2 separate regions of the Mus musculus genome follow, and region 2 is linked to region 1. The links are chromatin contacts, called in public promoter capture Hi-C maps. All regions are on one chromosome and are shown on one strand. Each heading gives the region's core, a stretch centred on a gene start, on an enhancer-like site or on the middle of the called end of the contact. The rest is flanking DNA. Distances are from core to core; before and after follow the strand shown. Region 1 holds the start of Ccdc127 (coiled-coil domain containing 127). Region 2 holds the start of 2210408I21Rik (RIKEN cDNA 2210408I21 gene).

The links. Promoter capture Hi-C pulls out the DNA fragments that hold promoters and counts their contacts.
Region 2: a promoter capture Hi-C map of liver shows a contact between it and region 1, with 5 times the contacts expected there. The contact joins the promoter of 2210408I21Rik here to the promoter of Ccdc127 in region 1. A contact is called at or near these places in 2 of 39 promoter capture datasets (liver and pre-B cells) and 1 of 9 other capture datasets (liver).

Annotation. Positions count from the first base shown.
Region 1 is chr13:74,347,318-74,352,355 of GRCm38.p6, reverse strand. Ccdc127 (coiled-coil domain containing 127) reads right to left here and starts at 2,039. Exons shown (of 3, transcript NM_001168659.1): 1 at 1,948-2,039. Sdha (succinate dehydrogenase complex, subunit A, flavoprotein (Fp)) reads left to right here and starts at 2,116. Exons shown (of 15, transcript NM_023281.1): 1 at 2,116-2,210. The coding sequence starts at 2,148.
Region 2 is chr13:77,132,532-77,137,548 of GRCm38.p6, reverse strand. It overlaps 2210408I21Rik (RIKEN cDNA 2210408I21 gene), which reads right to left and starts at 2,013. Exons shown (of 20, transcript NM_001145676.1): 1 at 1,919-2,013. Slf1 (SMC5-SMC6 complex localization factor 1) reads left to right here and starts at 2,081. Exons shown (of 21, transcript NM_134071.3): 1 at 2,081-2,196.

The sequences.
Region 1 (5,038 bases), core at 790-3,289:
GGCTCAACTCACTCTTGGATTTACATAAAATTGGAATCCCCTATCAATACATTTGTCAGAATCTGTCTCCACTGTTAACTAAGTGATGCATGACTGTACATGTTTCTTATTGGTTGTCTCTGTAAGACTTTAATACAGTTGTACAGAGATAACAATAAAACAATAAAAGTGAATCCACAATAGACATTTGCTTTATATGACCTGGGGTTTGAAGAATGAGCAGTTTTCTACAGACAAAAATCAAAGAAAATCTTTTTACATGAGGATCATGATCAGGATTACAAAAATCCCTTGCTTCATATTAGGGTATAACTCACAAACTAGGCTGGATACCAATATTAATATAAATTTACTAGTTTACAAACTACCCATATTAGCCAGGCATGTTAGTGCATGCTTTTAATCTCAGAATTCAAGTTGGCAGAGGCAGGCTGATCTCTTTGAGTTTGAAGATAGTCTAGTCTACATAGTGGAGAGCCAGGTCTATACAGAGAGTCTCTGTCTCAAATAAATAAAAATAAAATAAAAAGTACCCATATTCGATGGGTGTTCTCATACTGTAAAGTCATAAAAACATTCAGCTTGCTTATATGTACAAATACAATAAACACAAAATAGTTAACCAAGATCCATGTAAGAAATACGTAATTCAACCCAAATTTTGAAAGTTTTAGTGTTTTTAACAAACCTTGTTTAACATGTTAAGATGCACAATAATGAACAATAAATATATAACCATAATACATGGCTCAGAATGTAACGGTTTATAGGAACTATAGAATTAATACGTATGACGTATGGTAGATGCCTAATTTAGAAATATGTATGTGTATATACATATATATATATGTATGTATGCACACACACACATACACACACTAAAAGCAGGCAACTTTCAAAAACCTCCTACTATGTATAGCCATCCATCAGATATCTGATGGGGAGCCCCATCTCATACCAAAAGCCTTGAAGATAGCCAAGGCTCCCATATACAATGCTGTATTTGAATATAATCTGCTCAATACTTTATCTCTAAGTCACCGATACCTAATAAGGTATAAAGGCACTTAAGTAGTTCATCTGTTTTATTTTCCCCCTTGTTAAAAAAAAAGTCTGTACATACTCCGAACAGACACATTTTCCCCAAATATATTTTATCTGCAGTTGGTTGAACCCACCAACGCAGAACCCTTGTAGGGTAAGCTGTCATATTTATTTCCTCTGCACCAACAACATCCATTTTGGGGTTATAAAGTTCAAGGAAATAATTCAAAATATAAAGTGTTGTGCATGAATATATTCCATATTTCCTTATTTATTAATAAAAAAACAAAGAAATAAAATGGGAACGGTTCATTGTAAACTTAAACAATTCAAAATAATGGTCATAAAGATTGTGCACCAAGAGGAAAACCTTAATCTAATATTAACTGAAAATTCAGGAAACAATTACGATTATTGGTTTACTTTTTATGCTATTTAATTCCACCGAACATTTCAGCTATACTCACTAGAAAAATAGAAAAACTATCTGAAAGTGATCAAATGAGAGCGCGTTTGCAATATGGGATGCTAGCCACGATCTAAGCAGCTTTCAGGATGACAACAGGCCGGGCCTCCAGCTTCCCAGCTGCTGTAACGAAGACGAAAGCTTTGGATATAGTTTCTAGTTCAGTATCCTGGCTTTTACGTAGCCCAGTGCAGCTAGCTGCTCCTTGTCCAGCCACCAAGACATCATTCCTACCTACTCTAGAAGTCCAGGGCAGTATGTACCCCCCCCCCCCCCCATTAGTTGAGATTCAAGCGCCCAACAAAACGGGCTCTTATGGAGCTTGCGATCTCCGCCCCAGGACCCTACTTCCATCTCTCCAGATCATCCGACCCTCTCTGTTTTGGCAAACAAGAACCACCCGAGAAGCACTTTAAAGACATTGGCACCTCACTTACCCCTGGAGCAGAGCCCATCAGCGTTGCTGCCACCCTACCTCAGACGTGTTGCCACCGCCGCGTTTACAGGGCGCAGGCGCACCACCACTCACGCGAGCCAGGAGGGGCGTGTTGCGCAGGCGCAGAATCTTCCAAGCCCGACACCCGCGCGACTCGGTGCGCAAGCGCAGTCTGTCGCTGGGGCTTGCGGGAAGGCAGACATGGCCGGGGTTGGCGCAGTTTCGAGGCTTCTTCGCGGGCGGCGCTTGGCGTTAACTGGGGCGGTGAGTTAGTGCCACGAAATGGCAGGCGCTAGGAGTGCGCCACGATTCCACCCGAGTTGGCCTGAGTCTGGGAAGGTGCAGTGGGCCGAAGCCGACTGCTTTCCGGCGAAGGTCACGACCCCGAGGTCGCGGGCGTGGAGTCTGGCCTTCCCCGTCTTGGTCTAGCGAAGTTCTCCAAGGTTAAAGGGAGGGACCGGCCTGTTGCATTCTGGATGCGGACGGGTCTGCGAGTAATCCGTTGGTAGTCTGGGTGTCGACACTAAGACTTATAAGTGATGAGCTTACAGGTTTTGTGTAGTGGCCTTAGCTACTGTTTTTAAATATCAAAGAGATATTTGAAGATACCAGGTGAGACTTCTGCACCGTGTTCATCCAGTCTTGCGACTTCTTTTTGCATTTGAAGAGGTACACAGTGACTCAGGGTTGCAGGGGTCTGATGTTGGCCTCCCAGATTGTCAGATCTTGTCTCAGTGCACTCTTTGCCGGTCACCTGTTATTCGTCACACTCCTAGGGTTTTATTAACGTAAACTAAATTTGACAGGTTGGGTTCTTTAAAGTTCTGTCTCACCTACCTACTTAACAATTTAATTACAAAGTAAAGGCCCTAAGACATTGAACAGTATCGACTTGCATTGTGCATCAAATTATGGCTGCAGTTGTCTATTTTCTGAAATAGATATTAAAATGCATGTTCAATGAAATGTTCAAGGGTTAGTTGGCAGCTATTCTTGCAAGGCCAGAAGGCATTTTCAAACCTTGATAATTTCTGTGATTTGTATTTGCTGCCACAAACTCCTACTTCCACCTCTATCCCTTGGGCTCTGCAAGAAGGGTTTTAAGTCCTGATCATTGAAGCCCTTTACAGGAGATAATAAGTCAGCCACCTATAATTGTAGCAGAATTCTTTTGTAGCAGAAATAGGTGAGCCCACCCCATGCCCAGGATTCACTCCACACACTCAAGGAAAAAAAAAAAAAATAATGATAGTCTGAGCCCAGCTCTGGCTAATGCCCAAAAGGAACAGTCAAGGATAGAAGATTTTTATTAACTTGTATACACCTTAGGTTTATGCTTACCACATATGTTGGCATCCTTAAATTCCTTTCCTATTCCAGATCCAGTTTATGCTTTGACCAGTTTAGACAGAGACAGGAGACTGCAAGTCTGGCCACTTAGGCAGGTGGGAGATTTGCACAGCAAAGGTATTTTTCATTGCCTGAATTGTTTTTAAGTGCATCTTTATTGTTCCTGCCTATGGGCATCTCGTCCAGCTGTCAGAATTAGGCTTTGTTAAGAAGAGAAGTGGAGCTTTATGGAATACCATATTTAAAGTTTATTGTCACCCGGGACTGCCTTCTAGAGGAATGGTCTTTGAAAGAGAAATGGGCTTACTAGTTGTAATTCGGTTTGTCTCCTTTGTTAAGGGAAAGAGTCTAATGGCTGCTCAATCCTGCTGAAGAAACATTTACATCCTAGAATCCTTAATTTTACTTATGTCCAACAGGCCTGGTGTCTTAGTCAGGGTTTCTATTCCTGCACAAACATCATGACCAAGAAGCAAGTTGGGGAGGAAAGGGTTTATTCAGCTTACACTTCCATACTGCTGTTCATCACCAAAGGAAGTCAGGATAGGAACTCAAGCAGGTCAAAAAGCAGGAGCCGATGCAGAGACCATGGAGAGATGTTCTTTACTGGCTTGCTTCCACTGGCTTTCTCAGCCTGCTTTCTTATAGAACCCAAGACTGCCAGCCCAGAGATGGCACCACCCACAAGGGGCCTTTCCCCCTTGATCACTAATTGAGGAAATGCCTTACAGTTGGATCTCATGGAGGCATTTCCTCAACTGAAGCTCCTTTCTCTGTGATAACTCCAGCCGTGTCAAGTTGACACAAAACTAGCCAGTACACCTGGTTACTATAGTCATATCTTTGAGGTATTTTTGAAGGCAACACTTCCTTAGCTAAATACTATTTTGTGTGACTTAATGTCTCCTAAGCAAGCCTTTTAATAAATCCTTTATAAAATCAATCCTTTTGCTTCATTTCTTGTACATCAGTGTCCTCGTCCTAGGCTGGTGCTCAGTGATTCCTCTGGAGACTAAGACCTAGATATTGACTTTGATTTCAGTCTGGAGTAAAATTCCAGTTGAAAGTGAGAGTACGGTTCTAAGCATGTGAGACCAGGCTGCACAACTTTCTTTGCATAGGGGCATAATTGGAAACTATTTCTTTCAAACCTCCCTTAGTTGAATCATATTAGCTGCAGCATGTTACCTCCTTTGTGGTGGTGCTTCATAACTGTTCTGTGGTTAAGAACCAGTAAGCAGGATAATAAGACAGGAAAAACAGGATTGACACACAAATGGCACCTCTTAAAGTACGCCTTTTGGTTTTAAGAAAGTCTCTTTATGAGGATGGCTGTTCTTATGAAAATTCTGCCCTCTAACTGAATATTTGTTGGCATTTGAAGTTTGTGGGGTTTTTTTTGTTGTTTTTGTTTTTTTTTTTAATGAGGAATTTGAGTTTACCAAAGAACAGAATCAAGTTAGCAGAAAAAGAAATTTGTGACTATCGACTGAGAAGTGCTGAAGACAAGGAATTGTATTGTCCTGTCAAGGTTTTCTATATTGACAAACACTTTCAAGTTATCAACTCATCAGATTTATTTTGCCTTTGTTTTGCTTTGCATGGTTCCAATACACTGATGTGACTCACGTTTAAAGGAAAAATAAGAACAAGGGCAGCTGACTTCTATAAAGTTTGTAGAAATTCTTAGGAAAAATACATGAAGCATCATAGTAAAATACATCTTTTCTTTGGATGAGTTG
Region 2 (5,017 bases), core at 764-3,263, 2.8 Mb before region 1:
CACTGAACCACCAAACAGACAGCATACACCAGCTGATATGAGACCCCCAACACACATACAGTAGAGGACTTCCGAGTATGTGATCATTTAGAGATGATACACCTAACCCTCCTGAGACTGGAGGCCCCAGGGAGTTTAGGGGTCAGGTGGGGTGGGGGCTGGAGGCATCCACGAGGAGACAGGGGGTGGAGAGGAGATATGAGATGTGGAACAGTCGGAGGGTGGATTGGGCAAGGGAGGAATAAAATATGGAGTGTAAAAAAGAAAAAAAGAACTCCCAATGTCCCATTTCCCAAACACTGGAATTACAATCACATGTCACCATGATAGGTAAATACAGTAAAGAGCTAAGTTCCAGAATCAGGAAGACTGGAATCTCAGTCATGACAATTTTATACGTATATGTTACGACCTCTCAGTTGCACTATAAAATGTATGCAAAGAGACAGGATTTTTCTTTTGTAAACATTAAATAGTGAATATAAACTGCTAGGCAGAAGGCAGAGACACCTGTGAGCATTCATGAAGTGCTATATGAATCCAAGGCACAAATAAGAACAGTGCTTTTTTTTTTAAAGCTAGTTGCTATGCGTGACGAACATAAAATCTCCCTGAAAGTATTTATAACTGTTTAAGATATAAGTTAAAAAAATCATAAGGTGACAATATTTGCATCATTCAGAAACTATAAAAGTTCAGTGATTAATCAAACAGGCAGTTAAAAAGATCAACATGCTTTTCTAAATATAGTTTTACTCTCAAAAGGCAAAGGGGCGCTTGTCTGATGCTTCAGGTCCCTTTAATTGAATATATGACATTTTTCTTTTTAAAAAGATTTGTTTATGCATATATTTTATGTACATGGTGTTTCATCTGCATGTATACCTGCACACCCGAAGAGGTCACTGAATCTCATGTTACTAGAGTTACAGATAGTTGTGAGCTGCCATGTGGGTGCTGGGAATTGAATTAGTGACCTCTGGAAGAGCAGAGAGCTCTTAATCAGTGTACCATCTCTCTAGTCCTAATATTATATTTTAATTTATGGTACACTCTAGACGTCTTTTGAGATTGACTGATTTGGAGAAATGGGAAAAGGTGATCAACAAATAATAAGAGGATGAGTGAACTCCCCCGAGGAAACTGCATTGGTCAAGAAAGAGTAACACTTTTTGCGTCTTTGAATAAATGAGCATCTTTCCTCGAACTAGACATTTGTCAAAAGCAATTTCTCTTTACAACTCCTCTGGGTAACTCCAAATCCCCACCCAAAATTATCCTGAACTATTCGCAGTGAGTTCATAGTAAAGTCAGAACATTCCTTACTGAAAGTGTACCTGATTCTAATCAATGATTTCCACAACATAAAACGTGTATCTAAAGCTGATGCATACCGTTATAGGAATGATAGCGTCTCAGTAATGCATAGCAGAAAAAAAACAAAAAACAAAAAAAACAAAAACAGAAGCCATTTTTAATTAAAACTGAAGGAGAAAAGTTCAATTAATTGAAAATCAGGAATGTCCCATTCTGAATGCATGCAAAAGCCGCCGTCTTCAGCTGCCTGCTTGCCCTCCCAAGTGAACCCCCAACTATTTTAACAGTATTCAGTAAAGGGTACATAATGTAACTTTCAAGAAACAGGGAGACCAAACCCTGCGAATAGACAGGGTAGAAACACTGCACAGAACCAGTTGTCTTCGGCTAAGATCGACTTCCACGTTGGAGGTAAGTCAAGCGAATGAAGACAGTGAGCCGGATCCCAGGGCCTTCTCCAGCCTCAAGGAGGATCAGGCACCAGAGGAAAGGATGGGGATTTAGGGGGCCAACTTCTGTCTGCTCACTTCTCGGTCCTATCCACATTCGGCAGGTAGCTGGCAGGCCGAAAACACCGGGAAGAGAGGGAAAAGTCACTTACCAATCTCCGTCTATGGCGCTGATCCTGCAAGGGCCTGACGCGCTGGCCAGAACCAAATAGTCGGCATCTCAGGCAGCCCTGGCGACCGCTCGAGAGCGTCACTGACAACCACCCGGAACTGGTAAACTGCTTCCGGGAACGCCGAGCGCGCGGCGGGAAATTGTTTCCTAGAACCTAGTTTATTGGAGCAGGGAGTCCTACGGTGGTAGTCGTCGCCCCTACCGCCACCACCGGCAGCTTCGCAAGACGAAACCAGCCCAGAAGCTTCGGCCGGGAAGGTAAAGCGCCTCAGCTCGGAAGACGCCATTTACCGCGTTCTCAGGCAGCGCCTCTGACTTCCCGGCCGTCCTCTCTGGGCCGCGGAGGCGCTTGGCGCTCGTGCTTTCACAGCCTTGGTTCCTTCAAGGTGAACTCGGGGCCCGCGCCCGTGCCGATGGCCGGGCCCTCCGATCTCGGCCTGCCCGGCCCTTCTGGGCAGACAGGTCCCTGGCGAGCCCCGCAGCGCGCCCAGGCCGCTGCCCGCTGCCGGGGCTCCGGGCGCTAGGCCGCTCGCGTCTCCCGTTTCCATAGAACCGCCTAGGACGCCTCACCCCGTGCCAGTTCTTGGATGCCTACAAACCTTAGCTTCCATGAAGGTGGCAGGGATTCCCAGGGCCTGCCTTTCATTAAGATGAAAAACGAGACATTCTTTCTCTCGAGTAGAATTGTTTTTCACACCGAAATGAAAATGAGCTTTTTATCTCAGCGGTATTGTAGGCTTTGAACAGCAGCGCGCGAGCACCTCTCCTAAAGGAAGGGTTTGTGTTCCTGGGGTTCCTGAGCACCAGGACAACTCTAAGTGACAGAAATGTATTGCGTTTTCAAGGTCTGGCTAAATTGATACTCATTTACCTTAATACTCCAAATCGGGATTTGGGACCTGTGGTTGATCGAAATTGATTTTCAATTCCCCAAGCTCTTTTGTGAAAAATGACTATCCTCTACAGAGGAAAATAGATAAATAAATAAGAGAAAAAATTCCTTTGAAACATTGGAAATGACTTGAATTCAATCACGACCCAGGTCTTATATTGGTTTTCAAGCTGTTGCTGTGAATGGAATGATTCTTGTTTATTCTAGGTGTTCAAAACATAGCTTGATCATTTGGGTAGATTTGTGTGAGAAGAAATTTGATTATTTGTAAGGTAACATTAAGAATTTCACGACCTAGGATGTTGAAACACTCAAATGTTTAGATATATCTTAATGTGAGACAGTCTTCAATAAGCAACTAAACTTCAGTTAGACCTGTTTTCTTAGTCGAGATTTTTCTCATGCTTCATTGACTTGGGTGAAAATCAATGATATGATTTAGAATATTTTTGCTTTTGTAAAGCAGAAAGCTTAGATCATGTTGGTGTATGAAACAGTAGTCTGTTGTAATTCCTTTTCATAATCAAAATAAAGAGCAGTTAAAATTCCATTCCATGCATTCACAATTTCCATGGCTGCCTCTTTGATTTTTAGGAAACCAATAGTATAGGCTTACTAATTAAATAGTATTTTCAGTTTGTTTCTTGGCTGTATTATTCTACAAATTTCCACTGTTTTAAAAACCAGGTAAAGAATAAATTCAGTTCTCCATAGGTTAAAATCATAAGGCTAAAGGAGACTGAATACTTTCAGAACTTAAGTCGAACATCACCTGTTCTTTTTAAGCGATTCCAACAAGATTATTTTGAAATTTAAAATATATTATTTTAATAATATGCATGAAAATTTTCAATAATTGATCCAAATCTGTTTTGAGAGAGAAAAATAGAAACTTTTATCAATAGGAAAGTAATAAAACTCTTTAGAATATTCCAGGAAATATGTGAATATTTTAGATATTGGAATTATGTTTTTGAAAATGATTAATAATTGTTTAATTTCTTCATTTTGTTGTTCTAAATGTCTCCTATCCCACGTAGTAGATTCTTTTTTCATGTAGTATTACCTTCCTGCTATACTGATAGAAATTAGATTGCTTTGTAAAATTGCCTCATAAGATTGTTTAAGAGAGGTAGATTAAGTCTAAAATTTAAGCCAGATTGGCATTGTAGAAAAGGCATAGCCTTTCCACAGTAACAGACTTAAATCTTGGTTTCACTGTCTATCCAAAGATTTAAATCCTCAAGGTAGGTTTTTTTTTTTTTTTTTCTCTGCCCTTGGTACTAGGGATTGACTCAGTATTTATTTCCTTATCTAGGTTAAATTAGGTGTAATTTCCAGCATTCTTACCAGTATCTTGTATTCTCATCTACATTTAGGTAGATATACTGGATAAATATATGAAGTTTTTAGACTTGTAGAACACACTTGGTTCTTAATAAGAATTAAATCAATCATTTTAATTAATCTTAGACTTGTGCTTTTCTTACAGTTTGCTTCTTAAGGACTACTTTAATCCCAAATTCAAAGTTTTAGTCCAGCCAGCACCATGTATAGTGTTGGAGAGATAGGAATGTCTCTACATTGTTCTTCAGTCTCCTATTTTTTCTTTCTTACACATTTTGTTAATTCTCTGTTTCCAAATTCTTCATTAAAGGAATTAATGACCATTTCTTTTTAATATTCAAGAATATTTCAGAAATCTCATCACTAGGGACTTAGGGTTTTTTGTTTAGATTTGTGTTTTGTATGTTGCTTGTAGATTGAGCCTAGGGTCTTGCAGATGCTATGTAGACACAGTAGCTTTGAGCTCCATTCTCAGTCCCTCCAGACCTCAGTTAAATAAGGTCACATTATGGGAAGGTGGGACAGGAAGTAAGATGGCTTCTTTTTATGTTTATTTTGTGTGTGCCTGTGTATATATATGTTCCATCTGTGTATTGGGATCAAATCAGGTCTTTAGGCTTGGTGGCAAGAGCCTTTACCTGCTGAGCCACTAACAACATTTTTTAAAACAAATTCCAAAGGCTTGATATATTAGACCAAAGGTCTATTTCGTAGGCCAGGATTCCAACACTCCACCTGTAATTACACAATTCAGAGCCAGCAGAATATAACTCACATAGTATAGGAGTGTATGCTATTGTAGTGTATGTATTGTAGCAGTATTGTAAAACAGAAATCCAG